2 separate regions of the Mus musculus genome follow, and region 1 is linked to region 2. The links are chromatin contacts, called in public Hi-C maps. All regions are on one chromosome and are shown on one strand. Each heading gives the region's core, a stretch centred on a gene start, on an enhancer-like site or on the middle of the called end of the contact. The rest is flanking DNA. Distances are from core to core; before and after follow the strand shown.

Region 1 (5,363 bases), core at 1,508-4,007, 480 kb after region 2:
ACACACTCCTAGACATCCCCAGAGGTGATATAAAATAAAGTCAGTGATGGCAATTAATCACTCCTCTACCGTGAGACTTATCAAGTCACTAGGGCTTGGGGTTGGTTGTGTTACCACTACCACAGCCAAGCAAAAGTTTTTAACCTTGATCCTTCTGATTCAGAGCGTCTGGATTAAAGGATTGTGCTACCATGCCTGGTTAAGGAACTGTCATCTATTGGGGGAAAGTTGACAAATTGGGTTGGCACTATCACTTTATTAGAGAAACAGCAAGTGGTTTGCATTCCACAAAAGACTATACATGCATCCATTCCACTGCTAATGTATATCTGTGCGGCTCAAGGTAAGGATCTCAAGGCCTTACCAGCATGAACAACCTATATGTCTTCATCAAGACCTTGTTTTAAACTGCACACAAAAAGCAATCACGTTTGTAAAGTATGTGTGTGTGTGTGTGTGTGTGTGTGTGTGTGTGTATGTGTGTGTGTGTGTGTGTGTTAGTCTTGCTTCAGTGTAAGGATAGCTTGCTTTGTGTATCATTTACAGCTCAGGAAGTAACTAAAAAGTAGTAACCCTGTCTTGGTTACTTTTAAATGCTGGGATAAATGCCATAACCAGAACGACATATAGACAAAAAGTGCTCATTTTTGGTGTATGCTTCCAGGCTGATCAGAATCCATCCTGAGCAAACAGCCAGAGCAGGAAGTTGACAGCATCTCCATAGATACGCAGGAAGCAGAGAGAACAAATGGAAGTGAGGTGAGGCTACGAACTCTCAAAGTCTGCTCCCTTTGACAAACTTCTGCCAGTAAGGCTCCCTCCCCAGAGTACTACCAACCAGGAATCAAGGGTTTAAAATCCTGGGCTTATGAGGGGCATATCTCATTCAAATGACCACAAAAGCCAATTTTTTTGTTACCCCTGGAAGCATGAAACATCCTAAGAGCCCTTGTCCACTCTGAAAAGTCACAAGCTCAGACAACTGGCCTTAAGGCATCAACGCAACCTTGTTTCCCCCAATGTTATAAAAATTTATATTACCGTCCAATCATTTTTTCCTATTGCAATACTGGCATACACTTGGAGAAACTCGGCAATCTGGTTTCCATCATGACCTCAGCCAGAGGACTCAATAAACTTGACTCAAGTTCTCTGTTTACCTCATTCGCTTGTCGTCCCCTTCATTGAAATTCCACTTGGTTCAATGACCTCTCGGTTTTTTCCCTACTTTGCCTGCTGGTATTGTCCATCCATCAAGGTCCATGACCCTCCACTAGGGGCAGTTCATTTCCACAGTCCCTTTTGGGATTCACAGTTCACATTTGCATATAAAAAGGCAGTCACCAGCCTGACCAAAAAATAGCTTCCATTGTCTGCTCTTCAAATGAGTCTAAATAGAATCTTAGACATTTGGAGCTGAAAGAGCCCTGAGAGATCACCCAGCCATTCTTCTAACTTTATAAATAAAAGAGCAGATCTATGGGATTCTGTGACTTGACAGGGAAAATAACACAACCAGGTTTTCTGAGTCCAGTCCACAGCCAGAGGAGGTGGTTGGAGCATCCTTCAAGCTCAAGGTATGTGAGATGAAGCCACAGTAGACAATAAATGCGATGATGTCTCAAGGAGTGAGATCAGAGATCCCTCTCAGAGATGCTGTCTTGGTGGGGACGGACTCAGAAGTGAGAAAGATTTTAAGGAAGTGGCATCAGGAGAGACCTCTCCATTCACTGGGCAGGAGGAGGCTTAGGAGGCCAACCTAATTCCCATTCTTCCTTTAAACAGCTGAAAGCTCCTAACAGCCCTGCACCCCATCGGGCAAATGACAGACAGAACAATTGTCTTGTGGTCCCCTTAGAGCACACTTTGAGATTCCGTGATTCAAGTCTTTTCTTTTAAATTATTCTGCCTTCATCTTTAGCATCTCTTCTCTTGGGAGTTTATTGTTTGCGACAACCTATGTAGCCTCAAATTCAAGATCCTCCTGCCTCAGCTCTCCAAATACTGGGATCTAAGGTATAAAGCACCTACCCTGCCACCTTCTCTCTGATTTTAAACACACGAACCACCAACTCTTGCTCAGGAACCCTTTATTCCACGAGCATTCAGGTCTTGTCTGGAAGGGTGGGGGGATTTTTCTTTTGTTTTGTTTTGTCCTGAGTGTTAAGTCTCCTCAAGATTCTTAAATATAAACATCATTTTAAAGTATTAATAAGCTAGAGAAGGCCTCATGGTATAACCTAGTAATCTCTGCTACTTGAGAGGCTGAGGCAAAAGGACTGGAAATTCAAGGCCTACCTGAGCTCTGAAGCATGGTCAAGAACAGCTCAGGTAACTTAGTGAGACCTTAAAGAAAAAGTATTTACACACACACACACACATCACACACATCACACACACACACACACACACACACACACATCACACACATCACACATACATACATGAATGTAAGTTAGCAATAGAGTACTTGTTTACCATAAGTGGGTTCAAACCTCAACACACACAAACACACACACACACACACACACACACACACACACACACGATAAAAGAAAACCAACCCAAGTGTTCATGGACACTGCTCTGGTCTTAAACCAATATCAAATCCCACTCCCCTCCTGGAATCCCTGAAAGCATATAGCTTTTTATTTGCTAAGTTCTATCATGTGTTCTATTTCTGTAGCAAGACCTAGGACTCTCAGCAATTGCAAGTTCCTGGGACAGCACCGTGACTCCATCTGGTTGTCTCTGCCACAGCATGCAGCAGTACCAAATCACAGCGGCCTCCCCTTAAAGGGACAGCAGGCTCTCCTGCTTCAAGTCTGTGAGATTGCTTTAAAACACCAGTGTTCAACTGTTGCATGTATTTAAAGAACGTCCGTGGCCCCCAGAACCTCTGGGCGCGAGTACAAAATACTGTTCCGAGGGGAGCCCGCAGCAGCTCTCAGTGTTCTACTTGCTGTTCATTATCACGCTTTAACCAGCGAGACAGAGAGCGTCAACAAGGACCAACTATAAGAAACATATGATCCTTGTTCACACTTACATAAAATAGTGACAGTGCTGTTAGTAATTAGTCACCAGATCCTCTCTGCTTTGTTCTTTGGCATTAGTAATACGCCACATGAAGTTTTACACCAAATTAACATGACTCCCATTTGACTGTTTCGGAACACTTTGAAAATGTGCTGACTCCCTTTCTACAGGAAGAGATGCGTCTGGCTGAAGATGGGCTCTTGGATTGCTTGCTTCCGGCCTCGAGAACAGAGAGATCCCTTTCAGCCTGGCCCATAAAGATCCAGAGCCATACTGTCCTGGCTTGATGGCCTTTGGTGAAGGAGCTTGTCTAACACTGATAGCAGAAGCTATGTTGCTCTGCCTGGGGAACATAGTGAGATGGCTCAGCGGGTGAAGGCTGCCCACCGAGCCTGAATCCTGAGTTTGATATCAAGAATCCATGTGACTAGAGAGGAGAACTGACTCCCAAACCTTGTCTTCTGACCTCCACATGTGTTCTGTGAAATGGGTGTACTCAGGCAGGGACTCACACACCTAATGCTAAATAAATGGTATTTTTAAACTTTATTAACATTAATCCATCAAATAGTCATCTTAACAGATAAAAGAGATGAAGATAAATTCAGGCTATCGAAAGGACAGTTGCATCACTGGGACTCAGTTCTGCTCCATGGTCAGCTTGAGGACAGAAACATGAACCAGCATGCGTGGGATTAATGTTAAGCTGCTTTGTCATCAATGCTAAATCTGTTGATTCAGGTTTTGATTTCCTGTCTGTACAAAGCCATGTGTGGTAGCACAGGCCCGTTACACCAGTACTTGAAAGAATGAGTGGGAAGATTACACAGTTGAGGACCAACCTGAGATGCATGGTGAGTTAGAAGAGCTTGGACCACATAACTGGAAAAGAGAAAAGAAGGAAGGAAAGAAGGAAGGGAAGAAGGAAGGAAGAAAGGGAAAGGATGGTTATCCATTGACATCCAAACTCCTTATGACAGTGAATAGAATGGTAAATATATAGATAACTTCCATTTTAAAGAAAGAAAAATACTTTGGAGATTTGTGAGGATTCAACAGGATCCCAAACTTAGCTTCACATTCTGTTGCCAGAGAGTTGGTTTTTACATTAAGTAAAGGGGAAAACTGTCGCAGGATTTTCCCTGTCCAATTACATTAGTGCAGGGCAGGTCTGTGATTGGACAGGGAAAAGGGAGGCAGAGTTAAGAGTTGCTCAGACAGGGAGTGACTCAGGGTAGGAGAAGAAGGAAGATGGCTGCGGACATGAACCCACATGGTGTTTGCTAGCCACAAGTAGCTATGATTTCACAAGGCTAGAAATATTGGGATAAAGCTTTTATCATTATCAATTGGCTCTGAAATTATTTTATTGGCTTCTTGTAAATTGTGATTTTATTGATACTTAAATCTGATTGGTTAATTATGCTTTAAGAGTCTTGATTTTATCTGGTTACTGGGTATTGTGACATGCAACTATGAGGTTGGCGGTTCCAGTTAGCTACTGGAGTGTGGGATTGCTGACTACATGGGTTTCTGGCTGAGGAAGAACCAGGAGCTCCCTGGACAAGCAAGCATGGTCCAGCCCCTCAGAGAGATGGCAGGCTTGTTTTTAATATTTCCCACAACCGAAAATGGATTGTAGTGACACATGCTTCTAATCTCAACACTCAGGAGGATTGAGAGTTAAAAGCCAGCCTAGGCTACATAGTATGATCTTGTAAAACAAAGCCACAAAACCCCATTCACCCAAGTTTAATTCACTTTATCTTACAAATGGCCCAGTAGACAAAAATGTATATAATTTTTATGGATTTTTCTTGTTTCCTCATGATGTAATAACTAGAAATTTGGATCCAAGGCTTCTCATAGCCTATGTCTGCAGACTTTGGCCTTAGTTTTCAGATTCATCTGAAACTCCCAGATCTTTAACTATCAGTTTCAAACTGAAACAAGCACATCAGTTAGCTCTCTGCTGAGACAGGCTACATTGCTCTCTAAAGTTTTGTCATATGATCAAATATCTTTGATACTGTAAGTGTAAATCCTAGGATTATATTTAACCCTCTTCTTTCCTGTATTCCAATTTAATCAAATGATAAGCTACTATTGAAAATGGAAATTCTCGGGCTGGTGAGGTGGCTCAGTGGGTTAGAGCACCCGACTGCTCTTCCGAAGGTCCAGAGTTCAAATCCCAGCAACCACATGGTGGCTCACAACCATCCGTAAGGAGATCTGACTCCCTCTTCTGGAGTGTCTGAAGACAGCTACAATGTACTTACATATAATAAATAAATAAATAAATAAATCTTGAAAAAAAAAAAAAA
Region 2 (5,774 bases), core at 2,966-5,465:
TGTATAAACGTATATATGCATGTAAACACATATATTAATGTATGGTGCTTTTATAGTAGAAAATTAAAAAAAAACTTCCTATCTTGAAAGACATATTGTAGATTGTGTGTATGTGTGTGATTTGCAAATAAATCAATAAGTAAATGGGTATTTGCAAGGTACAAAAGTACCACAGTGGGGCTGGTGAGATGGCTCAGCGGGTAAAAGCAAGCAGCAGAAAGGGCTGGCAGTGAACACCTGATGACTTGATCCCTGAACTCACAGTAGACGGAGAGAAACGATTCTTCCAAGTTGTCCTCTGACCTCCACAGAGGTGGTGTGGCATATGCACACCCCTCTCCCACTCTCTCATGCAAACACGCGTGCGTGCGCACATACACACACACACATACACACTAAATGGAAAAAAAAAAAAAAGGAAAAGTACCACAGAAGAAGTTCATCCTGAAAGACGTGAAAAATGGCAGCTAGAAAGGAATGCAGAGAAATGTCATTGACCTCGACAGGTCAGGGGTCAAAGACTAGGGTCAGATGACTGTACACAAAGAGTTTGAACTCTTGATATCTGTTGGATGGTGGCTTGGAGGTGGACAGATGACAGGGCAGAGAAAGGCTCAGGTTTCAAAGGTTGCAGAAGACAGCTCCATCCCTCATATTGTACACTGCGAACTGGGAGCCACATCTCAGCATCCACCTGGTGCGTCAAGTCTTACTGCCTTGAGAAATCAGTTTTCTCTCTCTCTCTCTCTCTCTCTGTTTATCTCTGATGTTCTTCAGATCATCATACCACGACCCAGCACGGCAGAAGTTCATCAGCTTCATGGAACCATGTCCTTCCCACTCCTCTCTGCCCATACCTCCTAATCCTTTCTGCCTGTGCTGATCATTTTGATGAGCATGGGTGCAGATGGGGACCAGACACTTAGAATGTGGCTGGTCCTCACTTTAGTGTACTATAAATAGAAGACTGACCTTAATACAGATAAAGATGAATATGAATAAAATGTAAAGCATCCCTAATTTCAAATGGTGCTATTTTGGACTCATTAGAATCAGGAGTTGAAGGTCATTCCTAGTTACATATCAAGTTTTGAGATCAGACTGGCATACATGAGACTTTGCCTCCAATTAAAAACAAAATTCATCTCTTTCTACTCTTTAAATGAGGGTATTAGAATATATATATATATATACATACATACATATATGTATGTATATATATGTGCACATATATGTATATAGATGTGCATACATATAATACATATATACATATATATGTGTGTGTATACACACACAAACACACACATTAGAATACATTTCAATTGTGTGAATTCTACTCTGAGCAATGGTTTGTCACTAAGTAAGGTAGGCACTTTTAGGGGCAACTCATACAAACACATCTTCAAAATATTCTTTCCTTTTTAAAAATGGAAATTTCATGACCAAAGCTGAGCATGTCCCAAAATGTTTCAGTCCATCACTTGAACTCTTTGAACACATTGTCCACGATTTCGAACTAAGCGTACTCCTGAATTTGTCAGTCAGGAAAACAACTTTTCCCTGCTCTCATCTCTTAGTGGTGGTTGGGTAGGCTTATCTTCTTCAAGTTGGGAGCCCATTGCACTTAGAAGCCATGTAGTAACCCCCTATTTTCCCACTTTTGGGGTTCCATATCTAGTCTGACAACATACTGTGGCCATCCTCTTTTCCAGAGAGTTCTCTTTGCAATGCATCTCCCAACTCACTGCCACATGGTCCTCTCTCTTCAAGCTCAACTCAGCTACCAGTAAAAGCAACAGAGCAAACCAACAAACCAATGTCAACAGCTGAGAAGCTGAGCTGTAAGGTTCTTAACATCCCCCTCGAGACAAGAAAGAAAACATGTTAACCCTGAATAACCGTACTGTGTGTGGTGGAACACCAAATACTAAGAAGGAAAGACCCAGCCACTTGTCTTCCCAGGCATGGCCCTGAACGTAAACAAATGTCACACTCACAGATGGAATGCCCCTGACGAAAGGAAGGGGAAACCCCTTACCTGCAGGAGGAAGGAAATGGGGTCTCACGCCATCTCACTCACCAATAAATACTCAAATTTTGTCGAAGGTTGGTTTCAGTTCAACCCCAAAGATACAGAGTCCTGACTTCTTTTAAGGAAGTATGTATAACACATATATATTTCTGGCCCTAGACTGAGATTTGGGGGCTCTCAATAGACAAAATACATTTCCAGAAAATCTGCCCTTTTCCCCACCAAAGTGCTCAGAGGACGAAATGTAAAAATGAAAATGGCCATTTAGTAGACTGGAGCTTGAAGACAGGTAGATAAGAAGGCAGATGAGTCATTTCTTATTCCTTTGGTTCATTTGTGCCTGTCCTATATCTCAGACAAAATCAGCTTGAAGCAAGCCTGTAAGAGCTTCCTGGAGACTCTTCAAGGCCAGAGAACCTCCTTTCTGCCGGGAAAGGCGTTGTGTTTTCTGAGGAGACCAACCTGAGGCCTCAGATACCGGTAAACGTGGAAACTTCCCTCTGTCCGTTCAAGGAACTGTCATTGTAGAACTGTTCCCTGTTGGGCCCAGTTGATGATTACAGGATCACATAGTCATTTTAGCTTGTAAAATGACATGGATGTCAGTGTCAAATCCTTTTCTCATGACTGTGTCCTTTTTGGCTGGGTGAATATGCTAATTTGGAGAGTGAAGTGTTGGCCATAGTGGGAGGCCTTTCAAACTGTAAACACCAAGTGTGGTAAATGCCAAACAGAATTGTAGGAAAGAATGATGATGAGTTTTGCTGAGCCCCAGTATGACTTTCTTTTTTTTCTTTTCTTTTCTTTTTTTTTTTTAATTCTTGTTGTCTTTTGTGTGTGTGGTTTTTTTTTTGTTGTTGTTGTTTTGTTTTTTGTTTGTTTTTAAGATTTATTTATTTTTTTAATTGGGTATTTATTTCATTTACATTTCCAATGCTATCCCAAAGGTCCCCCACACGCTCCCCCACCCATTCCCCACCCACCTGCTCCCACTTCTTGGCCCTGGCGTTCCCCTGTACTGAGGCATATAAAGTTTGCATGACTAATGGGCCTCTCTTTCCACTGATGGCCGACTAGGCCATCTTCTGATACATAGGCAGCTACAGACACGAGCTCTGGGGGGTACTGGTTAGTTCATATTGTTGTTCCACCTATAGGGTTGCAGACCCCTTTAGCTCCTTGGATACTTTCTCTAGCTCCTTCATTGGGGGCCCTGTGGTCCATCCAATAGCTGACTGTGAGCATTCACTTCTGTGTTTGCTAGGCCCCGGCATAGTCTCACAAGAGACAGCTCTATCTGGGTCCTTTCAAGTCACACACACACACACACACACACACACACTCACACACATGCACACACACATGAATAGTGGTGTGGAAGTGTACAGAGTCCGGTTTGGCAGGACATGCATACATGGGGTGCAGGAAGGATGTCCAAGGCTAAACCTTGGTGCTTTCAGTATATCACAGAGACATGGATTTTCCTTGCTTTCTTTTTTTTAGGACCAGCTGGCAGGGCAATCTTCTTTCTCCTCAGTGCTGGCTTGTGGATTACTGTCCATCTGTCACAGCAAGGAAGAAGAGGAGAGCATCCCACAAGAGCCCTGGGTGCTTGGCCCCACTCCCTGTGAACAAAATGAGATCTGTAGCTTTTGGCAGCAGGGGTAAATCAGTCTGCAGCCCTGTGTCACCCTTAGTCCTTCTCGCCTTCCTTGACAAAGACAAGCCATACCTATCCACACAGATCCCTCTAGACATGGCTGTAAACCCTTCAGAATAATGTGAATGTGTGTCCCATGACACTGTATGTACACTGACTGGATCCTACTGATGTAAGTATCTGGTAGATGTAGACTGTACTAGAACACACTGGGCCAGGAGATCACACATGCTTAAGGAGAAGAAATTATGCTTCTTCACAATGCTTCTCTGTGTAGGTACCGTGGAAACTACCTCAAAGACGACATTACTTCATGCACGAATAACAAACATATCCCCGTTTTACCCAATAGGGAACTAAGGCTCAGACAGGCTATGAACAAGGATGAACTAAGTTATGACAATTTCAAGATCTCCATGGCATAAGACAACAAACGCTATATTTTTCCCAGCCTTCAGGCCTGTGTGGCTCTCCAGGACAGCTGTCCTCTGTGTGGTGACTCAGGGACTCAGCTGCTTCTGTACTGTTGGATCTGTCATCTCAACGTGAAGCTTATGAATTTGCCCCAGCAGGGGAAGTGCGAGACCGGAGACTCTCACAGGGGATTTTCACTGCTTCAAGCCAGGAAGTGATACACGGTACTTGGAGGCAGGAAGATCCTGATTAAATGCTGAGAGACTCGGCCTTCCCAGAAGCACATACCACTGAGTCCTGTGATGTCCTCTAGAGAGAAGGAAAGTAACATTCACCGCCCTTCATCAGGGTCATCGTTGCACGCTGTTCTGCAGTCTGAATAATTCTCCTCTGTCACGCAGACTGGCTCCCTTCATACTGAGTGGTCCATCTGTTGAAGGCAAGGGTGCTGACAGTGTCCAGGACGGTGTTCAGTGCCATTGTTATTGATTTAGCATCTGAAACACCTTTGCTGGGTTCTTTCTTCTGGTCCCCCCTTCTTCTTCCATCCTCTCCCGTCCTCCCTCTTCCCTCTTCCACCCATCCCTCTCTTCTTTCTCAGACTTCCCAGGGAGGGATCTAGTTGGCTCAGTTTAGGATTCCTGTTCTCTCTAGAGGAATCAGCTCTGCATGGAAGAGAGAGGAGGAAGGACACCTTACAAGGACATGGGAACGAGGAAAGAAGGATGAACTCCAGGGCAAAAGTCATCGGAGATAGTGAGTGGCAGAATGAAGATGTGGACCTAAGTCTGGCGCCAAGGTTTTTTTTTCCTATTTATTATGCAAATAGCCTCCTAAAATAAGACTGGGTCCTATCTATAGGAGCAACAAATTCTGTAGTAAGCTATGAATTTTAGCTAAGACTGTGAAAAGTTATTTAATTTCATTAGCTGATAGGGAAATGAGGGGCTGGTCACCAGAAATACAATGAAAAACCAAGATGTAGACGATGATGTGGAGAAGCAAGGACCCTGGCCTTCTAAAAATCATCGCAGAGAACTCTTTGACAGAATTTAAACATTTCGGTTGCATGTGCCCCTTGTCAATGACTTAGCATCCCACTACCAGAGAAGAAAAAGGAGTGTGTGACCATAAAGAGACTTAGAAAAGCATCCTGCCTTCACGAGTAATCGCCAAAAATCAGAGCACTCACATACTCATCAACAGGGTGAACAAGTTGGGTTAACACTCACCCACAAAAAGAATGGTATTCGTGATATCTGCAACAAAGGAGAAGAAGCTCAAAAATATGCTAGGCCCAGAAGTGAGAAACATGCAGAGATTCTACAGCTCTAACTGTGATAGGCCCAAAAGTGAGACACATGTACGGACTCTACAGCTCTAACTTTGAAAGACCTGTGCTAGGCATACTGATCTCCAGTGCTAGAATGGTGGGTATCTGTGGGGTAAGAATTGAGTAGAAAGGAGGAAAAAGGAAAATTCTGGAATAATGGTAGTAGGTTGGTAAATTAAGTGTGGTGGTTATACAGGTGACATTTGGGCCAAACATATTGACTTGTATACTTACAGTATGTAGCTCACACTCTATAAAACCTGTACCTAGGAATGATAGCTATAGATCCCAACCAATTGCTTTCTCATCCTTGTTTAAGTCCTTTATACACTGGA

The links. Hi-C and Micro-C count contacts between places; a contact is called where the count stands out from the background.
Region 1: a contact with region 2 is called in a Hi-C map of muscle stem cells, with 1.7 times the contacts expected there. The contact joins two enhancer-like sites. A contact is called at or near these places in 2 of 484 Hi-C or Micro-C datasets (brain and muscle stem cells), 3 of 115 datasets of contacts at active chromatin or transcription factors (astrocytes, embryonic basal ganglia and embryonic stem cells) and 1 of 9 other capture datasets (embryonic stem cells).

Annotation. Positions count from the first base shown.
Region 1 is chr13:44,380,709-44,386,071 of GRCm38.p6, forward strand. The region is part of intron 2 of Gm33958 (a long non-coding RNA gene); the gene reads right to left. Among named protein-coding and RNA genes, the nearest start is that of Gm33958, 17 kb to the right of the region's middle. Within about 2 kb of position 2,758, at least 9 of the 459 cell types and tissues checked have an H3K27ac peak or open chromatin away from gene starts, as enhancers often do. A contact at or near this core is called in muscle stem cells, where this site is marked.
Region 2 is chr13:43,896,701-43,902,474 of GRCm38.p6, forward strand. No RefSeq gene overlaps it. Among named protein-coding and RNA genes, the nearest start is that of Gm23117, 27 kb to the left of the region's middle. Within about 2 kb of position 4,216, at least 38 of the 459 cell types and tissues checked have an H3K27ac peak or open chromatin away from gene starts, as enhancers often do. A contact at or near this core is called in muscle stem cells, where this site is marked.